Linked DNA regions of Sus scrofa: region 1 is linked to region 2. A link is a contact called in public Hi-C data. All regions are on one chromosome and are shown on one strand. The core of a region is the stretch at or near the end of the contact, and the rest is flanking DNA. Distances in the headings are between cores, read along the strand shown.

What was found. A called contact is a pair of places that touch in the nucleus more often than the background predicts.
Region 1: a Hi-C map of embryonic fibroblasts shows a contact between it and region 2, with 2.4 times the contacts expected there. The contact joins the enhancer-like site here to the promoter of RAB2B in region 2. A contact is called at or near these places in 1 of 5 promoter capture datasets (liver) and 7 of 47 Hi-C or Micro-C datasets (embryonic fibroblasts, epiblast stem cells, heart right ventricle and 2 more).

The regions. Positions count from the first base shown.
Region 1 is chr7:77,621,969-77,625,633 of Sscrofa11.1, reverse strand. All of the region lies in intron 1 of SALL2 (sal-like protein 2), which reads right to left. Among named protein-coding and RNA genes, the nearest start is that of METTL3, 38 kb to the left of the region's middle. Within about 2 kb of position 1,378, at least 15 of the 83 cell types and tissues checked have an H3K27ac peak or open chromatin away from gene starts, as enhancers often do. A contact at or near this core is called in embryonic fibroblasts and epiblast stem cells, where this site is marked.
Region 2 is chr7:77,696,944-77,700,896 of Sscrofa11.1, reverse strand. RAB2B (ras-related protein Rab-2B) reads right to left here and starts at 1,990. Exons shown (of 8, transcript XM_013978245.2): 1 at 1,612-1,990; 2 at 1,303-1,374. The coding sequence starts at 1,657. It overlaps TOX4 (TOX high mobility group box family member 4), which reads left to right and starts at 1,945. Exons shown (of 9, transcript XM_001929118.6): 1 at 1,945-2,070; 2 at 2,278-2,346. The coding sequence starts at 2,065.

The DNA of each region.
Region 1 (3,665 bases), core at 129-2,628, 75 kb after region 2:
GGGGCTGCAAGGTAATCCATTAGAGGGAAAACTTGATTCTATCCCCAGGTAGAGGGCTGTTCATATGTAGATTGACCACTATCCATGAATGACTACTGAATAATGGCCCTAACTGACGGAAATGCAAATACTCTTACAAACAGGGGCTATTAGTAATGCACATATGAAAAACCTCTGATTTAAGCAGAACGACAACAAACCCCCCTAATCAATCTTTGAATGAATTGATCTGTGAATGAACACATTCACATCTAAATGATTTTATTTTTTTTTCTTTTTAGGGCCTTACTCAAGGATATGAGGTTCCCAGGTTAGGGGTCCAATCGGAGCTACAGCTGCTGGCCTATACCACAGCCACAGCAACACAGGGTCCGAGATGCATCTGCAACCTACACCAACGCTCACGGCAGCGCTGGATCCTTAACCCACTGAACACGGCCGGGATCGAACTCACAACCTCTTGGTTACGAGTCGGATTCGTTTCCACTGTGCCACGATGGGAAGTCCCACATCTTCGTGATTTTGATGACAAGAAAATAACATTTTTTCTTTGTCTTGTATCTTCTCTCAAGGATTAAGTAAAATTAGTCAAGGCTACCCTACTCTTATCACTCATTTAATTATTTATCCATTCAACAAATATTTTGCTGAGAGTTTACTATGTGTTTGTCACTATACTTTGCCTGGGGAGTACAGTGGGTAGTTTTCCTTGGCGGTCTCATCTCTTGCTCGAGTGCATTCGGAACTGGAGGACATATCAGCACCCAGGCAGGTACTGACACAGGTCTACTGATGTTTTTGGATAGGGGTGGGAGAGAACGTGGTAATATAAAGGGTCCAGAGTGTGTCCTGAAATGGTCTATGTTCTCACAAAGGGTCCCTGATTCAAGAGTTTTGGGAAAGATTTTTAATGCTCCCTGATTTTATTTGAACTAAAACATTATTTGCCATTCGTATCCCTCTGTGCATCCCATTCCAAGGCTCACTCCGTCACTCCTTCTCCTATACCTGTCCCCATCTTTTGCTACCCAAATTCACCAAATGAGTCTCTTCCTCACAAGCCATTCCAACTCCTGCTGTTCTTCATAGCCAGTCTCTGGGCTCAGCCCCAAGCCTGGAGGGGCAGAAAATGGATTCAGAGTTGCTGCTCAAACAGAGATCCCCATGGAAACCAAAGGGCTAAGAAAACAAAAAGAGAGGAAGAGGCAGCTACTGCCTGACCTTTTATGCTCACTCTCCAAATTCTTTTTGCTCTTGGGCGTGAAGGCAAGTGCTTATTTGTATAACTAGTGAAACCAAAGAACCTGCCCCTTGCCCCCTCCCCCAAATTTCATGAGGACCTCGCTTCGCTTTGATCGTCAGTGAGGTACAGTGGGACATCGCCACCTGGTGGTCGAAACACAAACTTACTGCCAAGGTGAGTGATGAGTGAGAGCCTGCAATGCAGGTTTAGCAGCAAAAGGAAGAGGATGCAGACTTAACATGCAGGAGGCACTCCCAGGAAAGTATTTAGCATTTAGTACTTGCTCCTTCTCACATATATTTTAAAAATATTTAAATATCTTTATGTTGATAACTCAGTTTTTTTTTTTTTTTTTTTTGTATCCAATCCAAATATGGGTACACAAGGTCTAGTCTATATCTCCCAACTCCACAGGAGTTATTTCCTACCCAAATGTCTTCTTACCATAAATTCAGTGTAATCCCAGAGCTGGAAGGTGCTTTTTCCTTCCTTTTCCTTCTAGAGGGCACCCTTTGCTAGTTTACCGTTTATTCCACAGTCTTTTTTTTTTTTTTTTTTCCTTGCCTTTTTTTAGGGCCTAACCCTCAGCATATGGAACTAGGGGTCAAGAATCAGAACTGCAGCTGCCAGCCTATACCACAGCTCACCACAACACAGATCCTTGATCCACTGAGCGAGGCCAGGGATGGAACCCGAATCATCATGGATATTAGTTGGGTTAGTTACCAGTGAGCCACAATGGGAACTCTTCTGCTGTCTTTTTGATATGGCCTCTCTGGTTCCTCAGGGGTATGACACTTTTTTCCTCCCTTGTTTTTTTAGGAGTATATGGAGGTTCCCAGGCTAGGGGTTAAATCAGAGCTGTAGCCACAGCCACAGTAATGCCACATTGGAGCCACATCTTTGATCTGCGCCACAGCACATGGCAATGCCAGATCCTTAATCCACTGAGTGAGGCCAGGGAGCGAACCTTTGTCCTCATGGATACTTGTCAGATTCCTTTCCACTGAGCCACAATGGGAACTCCCAGGGGTATGATTCTTAATGCTGCCACTAGAGGTGGTCTGTGCCCCCTGCCTCCTCCCTCCCACCCATAGGTACTGTCTCTTTCTTTTCAGGAAATAGGAAGGACTAGGGAAGGACAGACCCATCTCCTTCCTCTTGTTTCTTTTTTTTTTTCTTTTTTGTCATTTTGCTATTTCTTGGGCCGCTCCCTCGGCATATGGAGGTTCCCAGTACACCACAGCTCACGGCAACACCAGATTGTTAACCCACTGAGCAAGGGCAGGGACCGAACCCGCAACCTCACGGTTCCTAGTCGGATTCGTTAACCACTGCGCCACGACGGGAACTCCCCCTCTTGTTTCTCAGGAGAGATTCACCTGAGGACTTGTGATGTTCTTAACTGGAAAGTTAGGGCAGTTTCAGAAGGGAATTACAATGTCAGAGAGATAAAAATTGAAGTTTTAGCCAGCTTAGATTTTCCCTTTACTGTGCAAGGGATGATACCTCAAGACTTGAATCTTTAGAGGAAGTGTGTCCCCATTCCTGGCCTGATGGAGGAGAGAGACAGGCTTCAGATTCTGGAATTTTTAAGTCCAGTCTTCTGAGTTCTTTAACTCTGATGAGTTAAAGGGGATGAGGGATTCCCCATTCCTTCCCACTATAGCAGGATATCTAAACCACATCTAGTTATCTTGTCCCCTAAAGCAGCTTTGCCTCCCAACTTTACCTTCCCTGTAGAAGGCATTTGCTTCTATTAATTAGTCAGAATTTACTTCCACTTTCCTTCTTCCTAAGAAACAATAACAAAAACAGAAATACGGAAAAAACCAAAGCAATAACCACAGAGAAATCCTTATATGAAAATATTTCTCATAGTTGTGTCTCAAAAAATACTGTGAATGGAGTTCCCATCATGGCTTAGTGGTTAATGAATCCGACTAGGAACCATGAGTTTGAGGGTTCGATCCCTGGCCTTGATTCAGTGGGTTAAGGATCTGGTGTTGCCATGAGCTGTGGTGTAGGCTGCAGTTGTGGCTTGGATCCTGTGTTCCAGTGGCTCTGGTGTAGGCCAAGAGCTATAGCTCCGATTAAACCCCTAGCCTGGGAACCTCCATATGCTTCATTCGACCCTAGAAAAGATTTAAAAAAATAATAATAAAATACTGTGGAAATATTCTCTTTTTATTTCCACAGGTACTTCCTAGTTGCTATCTTTAGCTCTTTCCTCCAAAGAATCACCTCTAACCTTCCTCCTCCCACTTCTAGGCTATTTCTTCACCACCATCTTCATTCTTTATTGCATACTACGAACTTTTTTTTTTGTTAGTTTTTTTTGGCTACACCACAGCTGTGGAAATGCCAGACCCTTAACCCACTGTGCCACAGCAGAAACTTAAATATCACTTGCATCGGGACC
Region 2 (3,953 bases), core at 741-3,240:
TCTTTGTAACCCCTTTGCCTGGCTGACTCCTACTCATTCTTTCATTTTTAGCCTTTCAATAGATGTGGCAGACTCTTCTCTCCTTTTACAGTAAGAATTTACTTGTCAATATCTGCCCCCAGCCCTACCTCCAACAATGGCGCTTTCAATGTAGGCACAATCTTTGCATTGTTGAGCACTTTATCAAGGAGTTTCTAGTCGTGGCTCAGCTGTTAATGACTAGTATCCATGAGGACTCAGGTTTGATCTCTGAGGTTTGCTCAGCAGGTTAGGGATCCTGCATTGCCATAAGCTGTGGTGTGGGTCACAGATGCGGCTAGGATCCCGCGCGTTGCTGTGGCTGTGGTGTAGGCTGGCAGCTACAGCTCTGATTGGACCCCTAGCCTGGGAACCTCCATATGTGTGGGCGAGGCCCTAAAAAGACCAAAAAAAAAAAAAAGCACTGTATCATTAGCACCTTGCACAGTATGGTTGGTTGTTCACTTAATAACTATTTGCAAAAATCTTCTCCTGTTGATTTTTCCTCTAAATCCTTTTTGAACCCCATCAGCTATTTGGGTTCTGAGTAAGTCCTTGGGAGTAGTGGCAGCTTCAGACTTCCAAAAGGGGGGGACTTGGAAGTGGCAATCTGGTAAGAATGGGAAATCAGGCTTTTATTCAGAAACATCTGCAAGGAAGGCTAGTTTAACACATATATTCTTTATTTGGGCTGGGGTTATGGAGATATGAAAGGGGATGTATAGGCCCCAGCAGGCTATAGCTAATTTCAAATGTGTGAAGACATTCATATGTCCCAGTATCACCAGTTTGTTTTTGGAACTCGATCATACTCTTTTCTTTAAAGGAAAAGTTACTCGCTTCATCTACCTTTTAATTTTAAGTCTGGGATGGCTCTTCAGTGTGCTTATTCTTCTCCCACACACACACAAAATCTATATAGTAATTACTTTGAAAAACACGTGAAGTTCGCACTAATTTACCGCAAAACAAGGTTAGTTTCTGAATAAGTAATTCCGCTTTAGTGGGATTTTCCGTAAGCATACAAATTACATTTTGGGGAAAAAAATCCTACAGGCAGCTAATCCACACCTCCATACTCAACTCTTAGTTACTTTTCAATTATTTACTCCCAATTACACTACTCCCCATTTATCAGCATTTGATTAGAGACTCAATGTAACTTTGGACTAGTTCAAAAAGTAGGGCAGGTAATGTTTTACTTTGAACACTAAAAGCTGCTAAATTTCCACTTCAGGTAATCAGATTTCATAATCTACTTTAAGACAGGTAATATGTACTTACCTATTGTGAGGTCGTGGACCGGCTGGAACCGCTTGTCTGTAAACTGCAGGAGGAGACATGACTTCCCCACACCTGAAAAAGGAGGACGTGGGTTCTAGCAGTTACACGGCAGGGGAACAGTCCAAAGTCGGGGCATCAGGGACTGGGGAAGGGGAGCCCCAAGCCCCGAGCCCCGCCCCCGGCCGGCCGCCCCGCCCCCGCCCGCTCCTCACTTAATGGCCCAGCCCACTAAATGAGCCCCGCCCCCAAGACCCGATTTGGGCCCTTCGGATTCCCGCCCCTGCCTGAGAGCTGTTGTCTGCGGGTTACCTGTGTCCCCGATGATGATGTACTTGAAGAGATAAGCATAAGTCATGGTCCCGTTTCCTCTGGATTCCGGGTCCGCCCGACTTCTACAGCCACTTACCTCCGGCCTCTCTAGCCACGCAATCTACGGACCTCCGGTCCCTTCTAGCCCAGATCACGTCTCTATTGCTCTCCCTCGAAATCCTCTTTCAGTCGGAGCGACGGTAATACCCAGATACCACCTCCGGCGGCGCCTCCAACACTTCTACATGCCATAATACCACCAAGATCCAGGGGGCGATAGCTAGCCTTTCAGTCCGCTCGGCTTTCCCGGGCCTGACTCACAACAGCCCCACGGCGCTCCTTCCAGTCAGCTGAGAGCCACGCACGTCGTTGCGGAAGTGACGGCAGTTCCGTGTCCTGTAGAGGCGGTGGGAGCGATGAGGGCACTGAGGCTGTGGTAGCCGTTGTGTGAAGATGGAGGTAAGCGCCTGAGCGCTAAGAAGGCTGGCGAGAGAACGCGGCTGACGGGGTTGAAGCAGAGATGGGAAGTCGGGCGGAGAGGCGGCTGCCGGGAGGGGAGAGAGCCGAGTTTCGGGAATGTTGTCATAATGTCGGGGTCAGAATCCGTCGCTCCAACCTAATTCCCTACTTCCTCTAACATCCTCGCGGCTTTCTTTTGGTTTCCAGTTTCCCGGAGGAAGTGACAATTACCTGACGATCACTGGACCCTCGCACCCCTTCCTGTCAGGGGCCGAGGTGAGCAAGAGCTGCCGACGTTACGGCGGCGGGGGGGTGGGGGGCTGCTGAGGCAGAGGAGGTGGGGTAGGGTGGTGGGGAGGGGAGCGTGGACGCCGGGGGCTGGTGGTTGGGAATCCGGGGCCGTGATTGATGTTTGCAGAAGAGTGGCAGTTGCTTCCAGAGCCTATGAGAGCTCTGGGGAGGGCCTGGGAAGTTGTTGTCATCAGAAGAGCAAGACCTTGAAAAGAGCGTACCTGTTTATTTCAGAGTGATTCCGGATTGGAATCCAGAATGGAATTTCTCTTTCTGTGAAGGAGAAGTAACTAAAACAATCTTGGGGGATCGCAGCAGGGAGGTGTTTCAGCCAAAGAAATTGGGGAGAGGGAAGGAGTTTACCTAGTAGAGGATAACTATGACATGTGTTCACTCTTAAAACGTACTCTGTTGAAGGGGTCTTTGTTTCATTAAAATTTTCTACTCAGTGATTTTTTAAAAAGTTATGTTTACTTACGTGGTGTTAGCTTGTTTTGCTAGCGACAGTATGAAAGGAAATAGTTGCCTTCAGAAAACATGGAGTTGAGTAGAATATGTGTTTCTGTTTGCCAGTGACTCAGAGTTTGAGCAGCTTACTTCACCTTTGTATGTCACAGTTTCCCCAGCTGTCAAATGGCTGTAATAATAGTTTCTTATGACGTTGTGAGGTAAATGTAATGGTCATGGTGAGGTCCTTTAGTATTACTGGAAAAGTTTTAGTTGAAATACTGTCATAAGTATGCGTCATTTGCTTAGGCAAGGCAAAAGGGAAAGATGGAACAGATACAAATAAATTTCTCAGTCTTAAGAAACTGAAGTTATGAACTTTCCAGTATCTTTTGAGGATTTTGTTTTCAAACATGTCGTAAACCATTTTTGTTAGCTTTTTGTAACAAAAATTCTCAGTTGCTGTTGAATGAACTTATCCTATAATAAATCTTAATGTTTTCACGGATGAGAATTTGATTAGCAAGGGTCATTTGCTATTTGTTCATATTTTCTTCATTGCATTTACTGTTTGTTTTATTCTCCTAAACAGGAGAATGTGTTATAAATGAGCAGCAAATTTAGAAACAATATAAAACTAGGAGTTCCGCTTTGGGGCGCAGTGGAAATGAATCCGACTAGGAACCATGAGGTTGAGGGTTTGATCCCTGGCCTTACTCAGTGGGTTAAGGATCCGGTGTTGCTGTGAGCTGTGGTGTAGGATGCAGATGTGGCTCAGATCTGACATTGCTGTGGCTGTGATATAGGCCAGTGGCTGTAGCTCCCATTGGACCCCTAGCCTGGGAACCTCCATGTGCCAGGGGTACAACCCTAAAAAGCCAAAAGAAACAAAACTAAAATCTGTTTGATGCTTTTCAGTCTCATTGCCATTTTCTTCTGAGTGATATCTCCATGGTTAATTTCATTATTTGGAGTGTTTTAAATTTCACATTGGCCTCATCCGCATGAAAGCACATCATTGCCAACTTCTGAACCATGTCACCACAATTTAATTTATTTTTCTTTCTTTTTAGAGCCATACCCATGGCATATGGAGATTCCCAGGCTAGGGGTTGAATCGGAACTACAGTTGCTAGCCTGCCCCA